Linked DNA regions of Mus musculus: regions 1 and 2 are each linked to region 3. The links are chromatin contacts, called in public Micro-C and promoter capture Hi-C maps. All regions are on one chromosome and are shown on one strand. The core of a region is the stretch at or near the end of the contact, and the rest is flanking DNA. Distances in the headings are between cores, read along the strand shown. Region 1 holds the start of C3 (complement component 3). Region 2 holds the start of Trip10 (thyroid hormone receptor interactor 10). Region 3 holds the start of Mydgf (myeloid derived growth factor).

Evidence for each region. Promoter capture Hi-C pulls out the DNA fragments that hold promoters and counts their contacts. Hi-C and Micro-C count contacts between places; a contact is called where the count stands out from the background.
Region 1: a contact with region 3 is called in a promoter capture Hi-C map of liver. The contact joins the promoter of C3 here to the promoter of Mydgf in region 3. A contact is called at or near these places in 2 of 39 promoter capture datasets (both in liver).
Region 2: a Micro-C map of embryonic stem cells shows a contact between it and region 3, with 5 times the contacts expected there. The contact joins the promoter of Trip10 here to the promoter of Mydgf in region 3. A contact is called at or near these places in 1 of 484 Hi-C or Micro-C datasets (embryonic stem cells) and 2 of 115 datasets of contacts at active chromatin or transcription factors (microglia and pancreatic cancer cells).

What each region holds. Positions count from the first base shown.
Region 1 is chr17:57,226,766-57,229,465 of GRCm38.p6, forward strand. C3 (complement component 3) reads right to left here and starts at 1,371. Exons shown (of 41, transcript NM_009778.3): 1 at 1,191-1,371; 2 at 1-117. The coding sequence starts at 1,270.
Region 2 is chr17:57,247,963-57,250,795 of GRCm38.p6, forward strand. It overlaps Trip10 (thyroid hormone receptor interactor 10), which reads left to right and starts at 1,489. Exons shown (of 15, transcript NM_001242389.1): 1 at 1,489-1,609; 2 at 2,780-2,833. The coding sequence starts at 1,586. It also overlaps a transcript of Gpr108 not described here.
Region 3 is chr17:56,182,365-56,185,349 of GRCm38.p6, forward strand. Mydgf (myeloid derived growth factor) reads right to left here and starts at 1,556. Exons shown (of 6, transcript NM_080837.2): 1 at 1,375-1,556; 2 at 301-351. The coding sequence starts at 1,527. It also overlaps a transcript of Tnfaip8l1 not described here.

The DNA.
Region 1 (2,700 bases), core at 121-2,620, 1.0 Mb after region 3:
TTTAGGAAGTCTTGCACAGTGACTGTGACTGGGATGTCACCCTGAGCATCGTGGGCCTCCAGTACGATGGTCTCTTCGCTCTCCAGCCGTAGGACATTGGGAGTAATGATGGAATACCTGACCGTGGGGTGTGGGAGCAGATGTCACCTCAAGGCCTGAGACTTCAGCCCTCACTCTGGCTGGCCCAGTCCCTAGTTCTAGCGTGTTCTAGTTCTCAGTGCTGGAGCAGATGCCTGGATCCACGTCCTCCCCACACAAGAAGGTACCAAACCACAGCCCACTTTCCCTTAGCCACTAGAAGCTGTCTTTTCCTGGCTTCAGCACTGGGTACCAGCCATAAGGACTTTGCTTGTACTGAGAAAGTGCTCTCTCTACCACTAAGCTATACCTCAGCCTCTCCTCACTTTTCTGTTTGGAAACAGCATCTCACTAAGTTGTTCAGGCTAGCCCTGAACTCACTCTGTAGCCCAGGCTTGGCTGGAATGTGTACACTTCCTGCCTGGGCTTCCAGAGTGGACAGGATGACAGGTCCATGTAATCAGGCCCAATGCTGAGCTTGGCTTTTGACAGTCCACACAAGGGCTATAGACCCCAACAACCCTCCAGTCCTCACATCTTAAAACTTACCATTGCCTAAACCACAAGACATCACAGACACCATAAATCTATAGACCTTCTTCTTCATAAGTAGGCACACCAATGCTACAATACCTGAGTTCTATGAACATAAGACAACCCAAACACTCACATTCTCTCTCTTTCTCTCTGTTTGTATGTATGTATGTATGTATGTATGTATGTATGTATGTATGTATGTATGTATGTCACGTCACAGGAAGATGTCCGGTGTCCTGTTCTATGCCCCTCCCTCCCCACACCTTGAGTCAACATCTCTCTCTGAACCTGGCACTGGGCTGGCAGTCAGCAAGCCCCAGTATCTGGTCTCCAGCCCCACAGTGTGGGGTTACAGGCTCTGGAGGCCACTCCTGGCTTTTCTGTGGGTGCTGGGAGTTTGAGTTAAGGTCCTTATGTCCATGCAGCAAGACTTCATACCCACTGAGCCATCCTCCAGCCCCCAGCACAAATTCTTAACATCCCTGTCTCCCCCCAAGTGGGTGACTCCTAGGTGACTCACCTAGGTGACTCCTAAATTGTATAAGAAACTGCACCCCCAAAAGGTAACTACTTACATGGGGATCCCCAGAGCTAATGGGGAGCTGGCCAACAGCAGCAGTAGCACTAGTAGCTGGGACCCTGAAGCTGGTCCCATAGTGAAGGAAAAAGGTGGAAGGAATGAAGGGGTAAGGGGCAGGGGTGGGCAGAGGCGAGCTGGGGCTGTAGCCGCTGGCTCTTTATATGGCTCTCCTCTCTGGTCCCTCCCTGTTCCTGCACCAGGGACTGCCCAAAATTTCGCAACATAGTTTCCTAAGCTTTTTCACAAACCTGGGGCAACAAGCCTTGGGGTGAGTAACCCTAGGCACATTTCCATTACCCTGGAGCTTGAAAGTACCTGCTTGGCTCAGGCTTTTCTTGGGGTCAAGGCCAGATGCTGAACCTGGGCTGGTCCCTGTTGTACTTGGTTACACCAGAGACCATTGAAGTCTAGAGTGACCTCCTCCCACACTTAGCTGGGTCCCAGTAACCCAGCACTTCTGGATGGCTGGTTCTCCCTACCCCCAAGGTCTTGCTAAATCAGTGGGTCGAGACACATTTGGCATTGCATTATATATCCTGCGTATCAGTATTTACCTTACAATTCAGAACAGTAGCAAAATTAGAGTTGTGAAGTAGCAATGAAATAATTTTATGATTGGAGGTCAGCACAACATGGAAGGGTGGCAGGTTCAGGAAGGTGGAGACCACTGTGCTAAACAGTTCTGAACTCCTACCTCTACCTCCTCAGTTGCTGGGCATTACCCAAGCCCTACTTATGCATTTATAATCCAAGTCTTTCCTATGAGGAGGATAAGGGGTGAGGGCATGTCCCAGCCCAGAGTCCCAGCTCTGTGGAGCATTTTCTGAAGTGGGAAAGAATTCTGGTTTTTTGAGGATCTGGGACGGTTTCTTGGCAGTGGGACAGTTAAGCTTTGGTTTTGAAGGCTGCCTAGAAGTTCGCCCTCCGGGGGGCATGCTTGCTTTCTAGGGAAAAGAATGAGGTGGACCTTACCTACCCTGTCACTCAGGGTGGCTGAATGACTCTGGTGGGCTTTGAGAGTCATGGAGGAAAAGCCTGCTCTTGTCTCTGCCTCTAGGACTTGTCCTGCCCCTATATTATCTCTTTCAGTTGTGTTGGTTTTGTGGTTGTAGGCAGATAATGATTCACAATGCTTAGTTGGTTTTTTTTGTTTGTTTGGTTGGTTGGTTTTTGGTTTTTTAAGACAAAAGTACAAATAGTGGCTTTAGAATACAGCTCAGTGGGAAAGTGCTTCCATACTCAGTAGCATAGGATTGATTCTGGTGGCATACATCTGTAATCCCAGCACGAGATGCTGGAGGCAAGAGGATCAGGAGTTCAAAGTCAACCTTGCTATGTAGCAAGTTAGAGGCCAGCTTGGGCTACATGACACCATTTCTTTTCTTTTTAAAATATTTATATGTATGTGTTGGAGTGTTTTGCCTGTATGTATGTATGTATGTATGTATGTATGTATGTATGTATGTATGTATGTATGTATATATGTATGTATGTATGTATGTATG
Region 2 (2,833 bases), core at 239-2,738, 1.1 Mb after region 3:
AGCAGATCCGTGCAACGAAGCATGCATAAACTACATTTCCCAGTATTCCCAAGGACGCACTTCCTCTCCCACCCCTCACTTCCCCGATACCCTGCTCCCGGCCAGAAGTGGAGACTTAGTCAACGTACGCGTCTATGAGCTTACCTTGTTTCAACTTTGCTGGGCCACCGAAAAGCCTAAAATTCTTCGCACTATGCTGATCTCTAATCCTCGGCTGAATGCCGCTGTAGGTCCTACCTGAAGACTCCGCCCTAGGCGTAACCTTGCAGCAGCTGAGTTCCCTACTTCAAACTGAAACATAGGCTCCTCAATTCCTACTGAGTCCTCAGATCTGGAAGAGTCCCAGCTGCTGGATCCTAGTTGTAGCTTGCAACTCTTAATTAGATTGCTGACCCTGGCGCGAAGCTTCCCACCGTAGTGTGATACCTTTTTCGTCACTGGGACTCTGAGTCCTTCTCCACCCTCCTCCACCATCCCTCTACCCCACTTTACATCTCAGAGCTTAGCCCACAAGCCACCAGCAGGTGGGGCCAAGGCCTATTGGAGCCTCAGTTCCAGCACTGGCTCCAGGGCGTCTTTCCTCAGAAGTCTAGACTGCTCTTCTAGCTGCAACACAATGGTGTTTTGACACTTGCGTAGCGGCGGAGAAAGCACCTACAGCCAGGGAGAGTGGGGTGGGAGCCAACAGGGCCTCTTCCCTTTTATCCGGGAGCCTTAAGGGGGTTTACAAGGCGTGAAAGGACTTTTATGATTGGGAGGACCCGAAATCCTAAGCCCCAGGGTCCCAGAATCTAGAGGCAGTTCTGATTTGGGCCTTACATACTGAATGAGGCTGGAAAATGTGTAGTCAAGTGCAAGTGCGCGGTGCTGTGCGTGCATGCGTGTGTGTGTGTGTGTGTGTGAGTGTGTGCCTAGCCCAGAACGGTGCCCAAAGGACAACCTGTCCTCTGTTTCTCAGAGGAGACTCTGGCGGGAAGGAAGAGAAGTCAGGATGCGGTGGTGTTGGGGGGTGCTAATGGACCTGGCCTTGGCTGGATGTGCATCCTGGGCAAGATCGAAGTCATCCCATCTCTGTGGCCGGAGGGAAACAGACTATTAGTGAGACGAAATGGAGATTTCTGGAGCCGAGTAGGTCCCCGCAAGAGCCTAATGACCAACCACAGATTTTCCCTGCCATGGAGTGGGGACACGTGGGAAAGACTGCTTGGATTTGGGGTTTTGATCTCTTGACCCTTTATAAAAAAAATGCGAAGTTGAAAGGAAAGGATGAATAGTTTGGGATGGCAGAGGAGAGAAATATGGGGTACAAATTTTGAAAATTAATCGAGGCGTACTTTGAGGTGGCGCATGGCCCTTTAATGGGGGGCGGGGCATCATCTGGACTCCGCCCTCAGAGCCCCCCGCTGGGGGCTCGGCAGAGTAGAGGCGTGGAAAGGCACGAAGGGGCGTTGTAATCTAGGCTGGTGGGCGTGGCCTGGCGGCGGGGCGGGGCGAGGTTGGGCACACTGCCCTGGGGCTGAGTCTCCGGTGGAGGGCGGCGGAGACCCGGGCAGGAGGCGGTGGCGTCCTGGGCGGCAAGAGCAGCATGGATTGGGGTACCGAGTTGTGGGTGAGTCTTTTTCCCCAGTTCCCACGGTTCTCCCTTGCTGGGGTCCTGGCTTCTCCGCTCTTTGTCCCCGAAGTACCTTAGCCCGGACTCCACGCTTTCCCTTGCAGCTGATCCCTTGGGTCCCCGCCCTCTGCCCTCCGCACTCACTCAAAAGTTCCTTTGGGACTTTCAAGACGCCCCGAGGACGTAGGGATACTTTGCCCAGGACCCGCATAGGGAAACTGAGGCACAGAGTTGAGAGGAAGACCATCTGAAGAAGTCCCTGGACCAGGCCAGGGAGGGGGGACAGCTGGGTGAGGTCACCTATTTTGAGCGCCCTGGCCTGGCTTGGAGGCTAATCTTACGGCCCCTGGGTCCCTGCCCGTCGCCCGCCTGTCCGGCTGGGAGGGGGAGGGGACCCTTTGGTCACCTTCTGTCCCACGTGGGGCCTTACCGGGTTCCTTCCCCGCTTACAATTGGAACGCTGAGGGGGAGGGGAAGGGGCTATAGGACTCGGCCCCGGGCGCTGGGCGGAGCCACCCCTTACCCGCCTCTTAACCTCACCCAGGAAGCCCTAGAAGTTTCCCTGAATCCTTGTCGGACTATTGACCCCTCCTCTTTCTGGAGGCGGTGCAATCTTAGGATGTAGTGGGGGTGAGCCACTATAGTGGAGGCATCACAGAAGCAGGGGAAACTGAGTCACTCAACTGAGGATCCCGGGGGATCTTGGCGAGTGGGGAAATTTGGCCATAGAGGCCCCCCGACCCTGCTTCCACGCACTTTGAGCTGCACGAACTCATCCCTTCTGTGCCTGATTTTTGTGCCAAGCCCTCTTGATTTTTTGGAATTTGGAGGGGATTAGAGGAGGGGTGAGGGAACTGGCGTGGTTTAGCCTCCTTCCACACCCTTGCTGGCCACCCCGATTCCGAGAGACCCTGCTGTCTGGTTTGGGGCCCTGGCCGTGTTGTCCAGGCCCTTCCCTGGAGGAGGACATGGGGGTTCCCGCCAGCTTCCTGCCTCCCCTGCGCCACGCCGGGGCGGCGCCTGGGGAAGCCAGCCAGCCCTTGCTGGAACCGCTAAGCCCCGAGAGATTGTCCACCCCACCCCACCTCCGCTGTTCCGGGTCGCTGGGATTTCGGTGCCTCCTACCCAGGTGACCCTAACGTTCCCCAATCGCGCTCCTGCAATCAGGATCAGTTTGAGGTGCTGGAACGCCACACGCAGTGGGGGCTGGATTTGTTGGAC
Region 3 (2,985 bases), core at 306-2,805:
AACTTGTGTGTGGGACAGGCAGCTAACCTCATAACAGTTCACCTCGATGCCCTGGGTGCTGCTGAGGTATCGGCCCTCTTGCCAGCTTACGGGCTGCCCTGAGGACTGTCCCAGGCTCTGGTGGCTCACTGATTACACATAGACTAAGAGTCAGGGATCAGCACTGTGGGCTGCTGATTCCATTAGGCGGAAGCCAAGGCAACTAGAAGTCCTTCAGGCTCAAGGGACTGGGACTTTAGAGCCTCGGGAGTCTGGCCACTTTCCCTTGACACCAGTCGTGTGACACCCTGAGGAACTTACCTCGTTGGTCCCTCCTTGGGAAGCGTAGGTGAATGTACATGTAAACTTGTTCTGTAGAAGGAGAAATAAAAGGAGGCTGAAGAGCAAAGATCTCAATACTCAGAACCAAGACCCTAGCATACTGGGCATGGTCCTGTATGCACATCATCTCTGGTATCCAGGAGGCTGACGCAGAACTGGGAACTGGGACATAAGCTAGCCTGGGTGACTTAGCAAGGTGCTGTCCCGATGTAAAACAGATCAAAAAGGACTGAGATATACATCAGCCCCTGCCCAGAAGGTCAAGGGTTGAGCCTGTCCAGAATCCAGCAGTGAGGGGTTGGGAGGGTGACTCAGGGGTGGAGTCCCACCTAGAATCCCCTAATGAGGAGCTAGGGATGTGGCTCAGGGGTGGAGCCCCTGCCTAGGGCGGGGCAGAACCCTGGCTCTGCCGATGTGAGACTCTAGGTTCCATCCCTCAGTACACCCTCCAGAGGCCACCAGATCTCTCTCCTCTCAGGAGCTCAGAACTTTGCTCAAATCACTGTGATTTCCTAGGAAGGTCAAATGGCCTTCAGCAATCATCCCTAGAACATCACCTATGAGGTCAGTACTCGGGGCTCCTGTTAGATACAAGCTTGTACTGCTTCCTGCCCACAACACAAACCTGCCAGAAAGCACAGGACTATAGTAATGGTCTCAAGAAATGGTCACTAGGGACACCGCTGTCCCAGAAGCCAAGCTGGGGCGGGCAGAGGCTAGGCTGACTGCTGGCTCGCTGAAAGGAGAGGTGATGGACTCGTGTAAGGCTTGGGGGGTGCTCCCGCTCTAGTCCGGGTTCAGTGAGTAACCCACGTGCGACCTGTATAGCCAGTCCCCTAGATCCGCTGCTCTTATCAACCAGTATTCCCTTTTCTACAATGAGATGGGCAAGGGGAAGTCGCCTTGCAGGTAGGGAGTGACTGACAGAAGACAGACGAGGCAGCCAGGTCCCTTCTTCAGGTAACCCTGCCTCTGCCACTCCACCCGGTCTCCAGGACCACCTGATCGGAAGTCCATAGGCATCGATTCCCGGGCAGGAGGCTTAGCACGTACCCCGGGTCCTACGTCCTGGGAGAACGAATGCACGACCCCTCCGGGCCTCACGTCAAATGGCACGGTGGTGGGCTCGGACACAGCGGCGGCCAATTTCAGCGCTGCGGCCGCCAGGACCACCGCAGTCCAGAAGCCTCCGCTGGGGGCTGCCATCTTGCTTCCGGGGCAATGCGCAGGCGCTCGCGAACGTGGAGTGACACGCGCGGGACACGTCAGCGCCGAACGGTGACAACGTCGCCCCGCCCGATTTGGCTGCCATGGTGGGGCGGGACTCGACTTGGCACGTGATGCACTACAGCGCCTCTGATTGACGCTCGCGGATGCCTGGAGGGCGACTTCGTCTTGGCGCTTGTTTGGGTTGGAGTTTGCAGGTAACTTTTGCCTCCCCCCCGGATATTTTTATATCTCACTTAAATGGGCTCCCGGACTCACTTCAGGACAACATGGGGGTTGACAGTGTTTAATTTTGTTAGATTATCCATTTGTTAATAAATATGGTTTATTTCACTTTTATTTGTCCTATTTTTTTGGTTTTGACGAGACAAGGTCCTGGAAATCTCTCCAGGCTAGCCGGGAACTCAGAGATCTGCCTGACTCTGCCACCTGAGTGCTGAGATTAAGGCGTAGGCCTCCACCACCACCTGTTGATTGTTTTTTGTTTTGTAACATATTTTACATATATGTGTGTGTGTGTGTGTGTGTGTGTGTGTGTGTGTGTGTGTGTGTGTGTGTGTATTAAGGTTTGTTTTTTGTGTTTTTTTTGGTGGGGGGTCTCTGTAGCCCTGGCTGTCCTGGAACTCACTCTGTAGACTAGGTTGGCCTCAAACTCAGAAATCCACCTCCCTCTGCCTCCCAAGTGCTGGGATTAAAGGTGTGCGACACCACTTCCCGGCATATTTTTCAAAAATATTTTATTGTGAGGGCTGCGGTGATGGCTCAGCAATTAAGAGCACTGGCTGTTCTATAGAGGACCAAGATTTGAAGCCCAGCACCCACATGGTGCTTTACAACTTTAACTCCATTTCCAAGAGATCCGATGTCTTCTTCTGGCCTCTGCAGGTACCAGGTATGCATGTGGTACACAGACAGACATGAAAATAATATAATAATAGCAATACTTTAAAAGTGAATTCTTCCGGTTTTGCAGCTTCCTATAGGTCACAGGTGTTGCTATGCTGTTACCGGACCTAGAGCATGCCTGGCCAGCCCTCTGCTGCTGAATAATTTTCCCATCTTTCCACTGGCCAGCGAGATGGAATAGTGAGTAAAGGGCTTGCAGCCATGACTTCAGCCCTGGTCACTAGATGGTGGTAGAACTGACTCCTAAAAGCTGTTCTCACTACATGTGAATTGGGGCAAGCAGCCTTGCACAACAGAAAATAAGTATCTTAAAATTAGACTCTACGGCTAAGTGATCCTCTATCTAGTTACAAGTACCTCATTTCCTCTCAAATGGCTGCTGATGCCACCTTAGCCTGCCCCATCCCAGTCCTCCTGTAGTCCCTGAGCGGTGCACCACAAAAGCCATCAGAGTAGTGGCGGGGTCCTCCTTTCCACCCCAGCCTATGGGCTGCTGCAGTAAAGTGTCCCACAAGTGCTGTCAAAAGTGGC